2 separate regions of the Gossypium arboreum genome follow, and region 1 is linked to region 2. The links are chromatin contacts, called in public Hi-C maps. All regions are on one chromosome and are shown on one strand. The core of a region is the stretch at or near the end of the contact, and the rest is flanking DNA. Distances in the headings are between cores, read along the strand shown. Region 1 holds the start of LOC108463420 (amidase 1). Region 2 holds the start of LOC108461883 (E3 ubiquitin-protein ligase ATL6-like).

Region 1 (5,132 bases), core at 2,503-5,002, 140 kb after region 2:
TACTCTTTGGAAGCTTCTCTCTTGCCACCCTTCACTTTATGTTGGAAAAAGAACCTCCAAAGAACGATCAAATCCCTGTAGTGGTTCTGGCTTTTGTAATGAGCGTGTTCTGGATATCAACTGTCGCGGGGGAGTTGCTGAACTGCTTGGCAGCCATCGGATCACTTCTTGAACTGCCTCCAGCACTCCTTGGTCTCACGGTACTTGCATGGGGAAACTCTGTGGGAGATCTTGTAGCTGACGTTGCGGTTGCCAAAGCCGGTCATCCGGCAATGGCTATGGCTGGATGCTTTGCTGGGCCAATGTTTAATATGCTTGTCGGGCTTGGATCAGCTTTGGTAATGCAAACAACTAATGTTTATCCAGAAGCCTATCAGCTTAATTTTCACATTGGTATTATTATTGCATTTGTCTTCTTGCTTCTGAGCCTGATGGGATCTCTATTGGTTATAACTTGGTCTAGATTCCGGGTGCCTAGATTTTGGGGATTCTGCCTTGTTGGCCTTTATATAATTTTCACACTAGTTAGCTTGATCATTGCTAAGTTCTCCTGTTGATTGCTATGATCCTCTAAGCTGAAGGCATTCAATTCATATATGCTGATGTATGGCCTTTATACATTGTTTGTCTCGGCATTATGTGGTGCCAGATTAGTATATATTGATTGTGTGAAAGGAGGATGAGTACAGGGAATTGCTGGGGAGGGGGGTTTACCTGCAATTTCTAGACAAAATTGTATTTCTTCATGTGTTAGATTCTCCATATGATAATGAATGTTTTGCTCAAGAGCAAATTAGAATATCATACAAATCAGAATAATTTCTTTGTAATAGGCATTTAGTCTGAGCCTAAAATGATGTAATTGTATTCAATAGATGCATACTTTCAGTAATGAAATTCCTCAATTTTGTTTTCCTTGCACCTTTGGTTTACATCTTCTTGGCTGGATTTTACTTTGCTTGTTCCTGCCAGAATTCTTGGTTTGGTTTAAGTGAAGCTTCAAAAAAAGCTCCACTCCTGCTGGTCAGATGAACTTTGAAACTTGTTCTAACATTGTTAGATTAAAGTGTACAACTATTAAGTTAGTAAGAATATCTTATTCTGATTCAAGTGTGAGTGTTGGGTATATTTTAAAACGGATATTTTCATTCTTTGTTAAATTTGTTTATTTTAAAAAATTAATCCTCACATTCATATATAAATATTCATGAACATAAATGTCAAATTCGAAGTGCAATCATATTGTTATTTTCTAGGTGATCTTCTCACATGTCACCTTACTTTTCAACATGAATAAGAATTGGGAGGCAAATCTCTCTTGTAATAATATTTAAACTTTTTATTTGAAGGGGTTTGATTTGCAAACTTTGAACCAATCACATCAAAATTTACTTTTTCTGCAAGTAAATGTTGGTGAGAGAAATCTTTGGTAAATTGAAGGAAAGGGCAAGCTGGTCCCAAAACCGAAAATAGGAAAAAGAAAGGGGGAAGGCAATATAAAAAGTAGGTTCTGACATCATAGGGTCAAAATTGAACAGAGAAAATACTCACAACATCAATTGAAACAACTCTGCTTTTGTTGTTTCCAATCTTAGGTTAGTTTTTGTACGATAAAAGTTCCAAACTTTTCTTATTTCTCTCAACCCTAAAAATTTTCCATAATCAGATCTTTTCTCATCTTACGGCTAAAATTCTCTTAAAAAGCGTTTTACCCAAATTTACCGTTTTGATCTTGGAAGCTTCTCTTCTCTTTTGACATCTTTTCTCTTTTTCTTTTTATTTTGTCTCAGGTGGTTCTCAATCTTCCTATTCAAAGGTACAATTTTTTTCTCCAAAAGGTATAAGCTTTTTATTTTATTTTATTTTTCTTTTATACTTTCTTTTATACGTATAATCTGGGTTGTTTTAGGGATGTATGTTATTTGAATGATCTTCACTTTTCATGGTTTTTCTTCTATGTTTAATTGCTGTAAATATATTGGATTTGTTTGATTGAGTAAGCTGCTGATTAATTACCATATTTGGGTTCTTACAGTTTTTTTTTAGGTAAATCATGAACAAGTTCATATTTTTACTGCCTTTTATTTAAATGGAAAATTGATCAACAAATTTTGCCCTATGTTTTTCTTTTTTATATTATGTTGTTTATATGGTAATTTATTTGCCAATTAGCTTGAGCAGTGTTGTTTGAATCTCTAATGGAACTTGATCTTCCATAGCAAGATATTAGAGGAAGGGGAAATGATGGATTATATTTATATGTTCAAATACAATTCGCAAAGAAAGAAACCGAGTATAAATCAATCAGTTTTCGAGTTCCCTTGATGTGTTTACTTGTTTGCTTACCTTTCTGATATTCCTTATAAAGAGTTGATCTTGTCTGAGAGGACTGCAACTAAAAATGTAATGCCTAACCGAAGTTTTTTGCTACAATGTTCTGTTTTATTTCGAGCAGATACATTTAAGTTTTAGTCGTGCAGATTAGAATGGATCACCAGGGGCATGGACAGCCCCCGGCAATGGGGATCATAGGTGGTGGAGCCCAAATGCCGTACGGCACTAACCCGTATCCAAACCAAGTGACTGGGGCCCCGAATTCAGGATCGGTTGGAGGCATTCAACCGAGCAGCCAGCCAACAGGAGCTCAACTTGCACAACACCAACTTGCTTATCAGCAAATTCACCAGCAGCAGCAACAGCAACTTCAGCAACAACTTCAGACATTTTGGGCAAATCAGTATCAAGAAGTTGAGAAAGTTTCGGATTTCAAGAACCATAGTCTTCCTTTGGCCAGGATCAAGAAGATCATGAAAGCAGATGAAGACGTGCGAATGATATCAGCTGAAGCCCCTGTCATTTTCGCCAGGGCATGTGAGATGTTCATCTTGGAATTGACATTGCGTTCGTGGAATCACACAGAAGAGAACAAAAGGAGGACGCTTCAGAAGAACGACATCGCAGCGGCGATTACTAGGACTGACATATTTGATTTCTTAGTTGACATAGTTCCCAGGGAGGATTTGAAAGATGAAGTTCTTGCTTCAATTCCACGAGGAACAGTACCCGTCGGAGGACCTGCTGATGCACTTCCTTATTACATGCCTGCCCAACATGCACCTCAAGTTGGAACTCCGGGCATGATTATGGGGAAGCCGGTCATGGACCCTGCTTTGTATGCTCAGCAATCTCATCCGTACATGGCACAGCCACAGCAGATGTGGCCACCACCAGGTCCCGAGCCACAGCAGTCATCCTCTGATCATTAGCAGCTCTATTCGTAGAAGGTAACAAGGCAGTTGCAGTGTTGTAAATTGCTTTAGTTGCTGTTTCATTCCATGGGAACTTTCATTTTCATGTATTCTTACATTTGCTTACTTTGCAAATTGGTAACAGACATGCTTCTCGAGACATCTCGAGAATGTTGTACGGAGACTGAATAAGGAGGCGTTGTCTTGTTGAAAAGCATGGTCAAGATTCTAGCTCAAAGATCAGACTGTGTAAATATCACTCTGAACAATTTTCATTTCATTTCCTTTGTTTTCTCTATCTCAATTCTAGTTGGAGTGATTACATAGAGATGTAAATATAAATATATATTTATATATGTAGAAATTTCAGTATGAGGTAATCTTTCCTTCATCATCAAGTATCAAAGCCATTGTGCTTGCCTTTTAAGAATCCAAAAATTTTCCGTAAGTTTATTTCATTAGATAAACTTTCATTAAGTGGAATTTAAGCAAGATTAATATGAAATCACTCGATTTTGTCCGTCCAGGTTTAATCAAAAATGAAAATACATCTTTGTAACCGAAATATAACGCCAATGTTTGAACTTGGATCAAATGGCCTGTAACTGGCTCAAAAAGTTTGTTGGGTATATGACATTACAACTGTGGACGGTACATTTTTTGTCTCTTTTCTTCATTCTCCCGTTTCAACCATTGAATAAACCGAAAGTGAAGGGGGTGTGTAAACCTTTATTGCACTGCAATTATTTTCCATCTCTGGTTTATATAATCCACTGACTCTTAAATCACCAACATCACAGTTCTTGCCAAAATATCCAATTTTTCAGCAATATCTGACCACTGATTTTTCTCAACAATTGTCATCTTTGCTGAATCTTCAACTGCAAAAAGACATATAGCACATCCTAATTTTTAAAATATCTCTACATGCGGTGTGGCAAGGGAGAAAAGTCATTAGACATGACATGACATGAAGTTGCATTACTTTCGAGAATGATACTGACAAGGAACCCAACATAAGACTTGTCACAGCGCTGTTTTGCCTTTACCTGGATTCTCTGCTTACAATAGAATTTACAGATAAACGAGGTTACTAATACTACTTACTAGTGCTACACACTAAACACAGACATGATAAAAAGCTTGGATTATGGAGCTTTCATGGAGAAGTTTTCTCTCCAATTAAGCCCTTCACAGCACCAACTCCCCTTGAGAGGCCTCACGTTTGCTGCTAAAGACATGTTTGTCACTCCCTTTCTCCATCTAATACTTTATTTTGTCTAGTATTTGCGAGCTCTAAAATTTTTAGGCTGTTTTATTATTGGACCTTTTCTTTCCTGTTCTTCTATCTCAGTGTTTGAGTCTAATTTATTTAAATTCTAAACTGGAAATAGATTTGACATAGAGGGATATGTCACTGGCTTTGGAAACCCTGACTGGGCCAGGACTCATTCAGCCGCCACGTCAACAGCGCCAGCAGTGATGGACCTCTTAACGGCAGGCGCAACTTGTCTTGGAAAAACTGTCATGGATGAAATGGCTTACTGGTCACAATTTTGATAGATTTTTATGCCTGCATATATATTTTCTTTTCATAATACTTGTTATATGTGTACTTTTTTTTCTTTATTCAGTATGTATGGAGTAACTAAACATTACGGCACTCCCACAAATCCTTGTGTACCAGATAGGGTGCCTGGAGGATCTTCCAGTGGCTCTGCTGTTGCAGTAGCTGCAAAGCTGGTAGATTTCTCCCTTGGTGAGTATTTCCAATCAGAATGAGATGCCTTTCTTTATGTATCCTCCTTGAACTGAATGAATATTTATCTCTAACACAGGAACTGACACTGGTGCTAGTGTAAGAGTCCCTGCATCATATTGCGG
Region 2 (4,641 bases), core at 808-3,307:
ATCGTCTTGTTACGAACTACGAAGTAGTCACTCTACCATTAAGCTTTGTTATCTCCCTAACAGCAATCCTACATGGCAGTCCAAATAAGTTATAAATGTCAACTTAGATATCCAACTAATGGAAAAGAAAACTAAAAGAAAAATAAGACGAACAATTTTTCTTTTCCAGTTCAAGGTGTAATGAATTAAATTTATTTAGTTAAAAAACCTATTATCGTCTCAATTAAATATTCAAGTTGGCATTTAAAACACATTTGGATTGCCTCGTAGGATTGCCATTAAGGAGATAACGGCGCTTAACTACAGAGTGATCACTTCGTAACAAAACGATAATGTAAATGACTAAAACATTATATTTCAAACATAAATGACTAAAATGTAATCTGAAACAAACAAAAATAACTATTTTTATATTTTACCCTTTAATCTAATACCTAGAGTGAATTTATAGGTGCATTCACCTATATACAAAACACTATAACTTCTCTAGATTGCTTGACTTGTAGTAATATATATTATTAAGAATTTAGAACATATATGAAAAGTGAAATTTCAAATGCTAAATTGAAAAAATTACATGATTTAACATATTTTATGAATTGCTTCATATTCTAATGGAATAATTTATTTGTTTAGGTTGAACTCTAAAGATTATTTTATTATTTTAAATAGGTTAGAACTTTTAAATATTATTTTTATATTTGTTGAGTATTTCAGAGTGTGTGTCTTTCGAAAGAGATTAAATCATGTATTTATATGATATAGTTATTGTTCATAAATGTGATTTCGTAAGTAGGTTCCCATGTATGCCGTCACGTACTCTACTCTAAGGTTAACACGTGTTTTCTAGATATGGGTTCGCACGATATGAGTTTACCTACATGGTAGTGCAAACCCACATCCTATTGTCTATAGAAAGATATGTGAATACCTCACATGCAAACTCAAAGTACGAACAACATAGTGTACGAATCAAGACTCAAACAAATAATCGAATAGTGGCTGAATAATAATGAATACCAATATTGACATTTATTTTACGGTTGAAATTATACCATTTTTCTTGGATCTTACATATTTAATTTCTCTATTTCAATTTGTTGAAATTTATTCTTTGTATGTTTATAAAGTTTCAAAATTTCAATCTTGTGTCAGTAGATTTTATTTTATATTATATGGATAAGGAAAATTGTGTAATAAGTTGAAATGACAAACCATTTTTATTAGATTATATACACTAATTTTTAGAAAAAGAATGAGAAATTGAAAACATTCAATTCATGTGAATTTTGATAATAAATAAATAAATTTATTAAAATGTGAAAAGAAAAGAAGAAAAAGAAAATATTTATTTTTCAGTCAAATCAAAATGTTGGGTGACTTGACTTGTTCAATGTATAAAACCTCATATTATGGCTTGCTTTTTCAATTTATACTCTGAATTTTCTTGTAAGCCATTTGGATTTGCTTAAAATATTCGAGTCTAGACGGTCTAAAAAAAGTTTGCCCGAGTTATGACCGGTTCAAGCTTATATTTTTACTTAAATTCTTTTACTTTTTAAGCGAACTTTTAAATTAAGTAATCTAATCCATGTACATGTAGCATGATACTGAAAATAAGATGTTGATAAGTTTATTTTTATATTAAAACTTTAGTAAAAGGTTGATTGTTTTCATGAATAAAATTTTTTCAATTTTAGATTTGAAGAAGGAAGGTAATCTTTATATTTAGAATCATTAATTTGGACTTACCTTGAAACTTTTTAAATATGCTTGCATGATTATTTTTACTTTTTTTCTTTTTTAAAATCAGATTCGAAAGAATCACAAATTTGCTTTATAAAAAAAAGGCCTAACCCCAGCAATTTCTTGCGGCCTTCCTTAGAATCTAACTGGAAACCAATGCCATGATGCCTTTGAAGTTTGAACCGACTAAAAACAACTCAAAATAAATGGTAAAAAAAAAAAATTTATCTGGATTTTTATTGAAAAAAGAAAATCGCAAAAGTCTACTTTTACTTGGGAAGCTTCCTCCATCGTCAAACAAATGACTCAGCCATCCCTTCCATTGTGGCTGCCCTCAATGAAACACCGTAGAAATCAACTCCATATTTGGAATTGGACCCACCCCTTTTTCTTCTTCTTCTTCCTCTCATTTAAAACCCCACTGCCTTGTTTTTCTCTCGCTCTCTCATCCCTCTCCAATGCTCCTTTCCTCACCATGTCGTACACCACCCACCATGGAGTCTTCTCGCTTTTCTTCTTGCTCTTCCTGCTCCTCTCCCCGCCGCCTTCCTTCGCACAGAACTTCAACCAAGACGAAGAAAATTACGCTCGTTTCAGCCCTTCCATGGCCGTAATCATCGTCGTTTTGATCGCCGCTTTGTTCTTCGTGGGTCTTTTCGCCATTTATATTCGGAATTGTTCCGACGTGTACACCAACAGACAGAGCATCCGCCCCGTCGCCGGGCGTTCATTGCGCGGCACGCGTGGGCTGGACTCGTCGGTGATCGAAACTTTCCCTATCATGGTTTACTCCGAAGTTAAGGGTCATAAGATCGGCAAGGGAGCTTTGGAGTGCGCGGTTTGCTTGAACGAATTCGAAGACGACGAAACGCTGCGTTTGATACCCAAATGCGACCATGTTTTCCACCCTGAATGTATCGACGCTTGGTTAGCTTCTCATACCACTTGCCCCGTTTGTAGAGCCAATCTCGTTCCTCAACCAGGTGACCCCGTGAGTCAACTCACTGCATTAAATAACACTGCCGTCGAGTTAGACCTTGAGGCTCAGAACAATGGCAGTAACTCAGAACCGGAAGAAGAAAGGAGCATAAATAACAACGCTGTTAATTGTCAGGTAGAGGCTCAAGTGGCTTCGGAGGTTGAAGTGAATAATTTGAATGTAACTTTAAATAGGAACCGTACACGTGGATCAAGATCTGGCCGTCCACGTAAACTTTCTTTCTTGCGATCTCACTCGACCGGACATTCTTTGGTCCAACCGGGGGAGAATACAGATCGATTCACTTTACGATTACCAGTTGATGTTCGGAAACAATTAATGAACCGAAAGTTGAATCGGGCGACAAGCTTAGTGTTGCCCAGGGAAAGGAGTTCACGCCGAGGGTACCGAGCATCAGAAGATGGAGGGAGTAATAGAGGGAAACTGGACCGTGGTGCCAAATCGGACAGGTGGGTTTTTAGTATGACGCCACCGTTTTTTAATAGAGCATCTTCCGTGAAATCACTAAAAGTCGCTGCGCATGATGGTGAAGGGACCTCAAGTAATTTGCCGGTTGGAGCAATGGCTAACTCAAGCCGTCCTCCGGTTTAAAGGGTTTATTTATCTTAATAATTTATCAATTGCTATATTGTAACTTAAAAGCCACGTGCTTTGTGTAGATATGTACATTGTCTATGCAAATGATTTCTTTATTATTAATCAAATTTTGGTTTATTGATTTCAATTTGGTTTTCTAGGGCATATAAAACATTAAAAATCACAAATATGGCAGACCAAGTCATTAGGAAGATGAGGTTTCTAAATTTATATTTTATTTATTTACCTTATTTTCTTAATAAAAAATATGATTTTATATTAGAATCTAATCAAAGCCTTAAACTTTTAGGTAAATATATAAATTATCTGGATTTTTATTGAAAGAAAAATTTATTCATTTCTGCAATTCACAAAAAAAACAGATTTTTTTAAAAAAAGTTAATTCTTAAAGAAAAATATGATCTAAATGAAAAATTATTAAAGTCAGGTGACTCAAATGAATGCACAATAAATTATTTTTCTCAAAATGAAAACATTTCTTAATCATAGTGCCCTTATTACAAACTTCTTTTTCAGTGCAAAAAATGAAAATTTATGAAAGTTTAGTGACCATTGTGTAATTTGCTCTTTTCTTTATGAAATTAATTAATAGCATATCTAACCTTAAATGCAGTGTTCAAAGGATGTCCCCTTTTATCACCATTAATTAATACGTTGGGTAAAAGCAATTGAGTCAAAATATGAATGCAAAATTGGAGCTGAATAGGAAAAAGCTGAAATTACCGATTAATTTAATTTAATTTAACAACAAAAAGTCAACTTCTAGAAAATTTGACTGACTATGAAAAACTCAGGTAAAATTATGGATTTAATCCTTTTATAGTTAGTTACTTATAATTAACACTTTTAAATATTCAAATACTTTTTTCTTAAAAATATGCTTTCCAACTTATGATCCCGATATGGATTTTTTTTCTTAATAGAGTTATTTAAAAAATCCACACCAATATTTTAAATAAAAATTTTGAGCAATGTTAACTATTTTAATTAATTGATAACATCATAAAAATAGAGATAAACTATAATAATAGTCACTTTTGTTTGCTTCAGATTATATTTTAGTCACTTATGTTTAAAATGTTACGTTTTCGTCACTTACCCTATCATTTTATTACAAAGTGGTCGCTCTACCATTAAACTCTGTTACATACGTAGCAATACAAATGAATTTTAAATGCCAACTTGGATGTCCAATCGCTGGGATGGAAATAGGTTTTTAATTAAATAAATTTAATTTGGATTGCCCCGTAAGACATCCAAGTTGGCATTTAGAACCCATTTGGACTGCCATATAGGAT

The links. A called contact is a pair of places that touch in the nucleus more often than the background predicts.
Region 1: a contact with region 2 is called in a Hi-C map of leaf, with 4 times the contacts expected there. The contact joins the promoter of LOC108463420 here to the promoter of LOC108461883 in region 2. A contact is called at or near these places in 2 of 5 Hi-C or Micro-C datasets (both in leaf).

The regions. Positions count from the first base shown.
Region 1 is chr11:120,677,109-120,682,240 of ASM2569848v2, forward strand. It overlaps LOC108463420 (amidase 1), which reads left to right and starts at 3,753. Exons shown (of 9, transcript XM_017763362.2): 1 at 3,753-4,489; 2 at 4,643-4,795; 3 at 4,883-5,007; 4 at 5,087-5,132. The coding sequence starts at 4,380. It overlaps LOC108461449 (nuclear transcription factor Y subunit C-9-like), which reads left to right and starts at 2,487. Exons shown (of 2, transcript XM_017761296.2): 1 at 2,487-3,284; 2 at 3,394-3,628. The coding sequence starts at 2,487. The coding sequence ends at 3,266. It overlaps LOC108461105 (cation/calcium exchanger 5), which reads left to right. Exons shown (of 2, transcript XM_017760804.2): 2 at 1-921. The coding sequence ends at 557.
Region 2 is chr11:120,535,967-120,540,607 of ASM2569848v2, forward strand. LOC108461883 (E3 ubiquitin-protein ligase ATL6-like) reads left to right here and starts at 2,058. Exons shown (of 1, transcript XM_017761859.2): 1 at 2,058-3,470. The coding sequence starts at 2,084. The coding sequence ends at 3,337.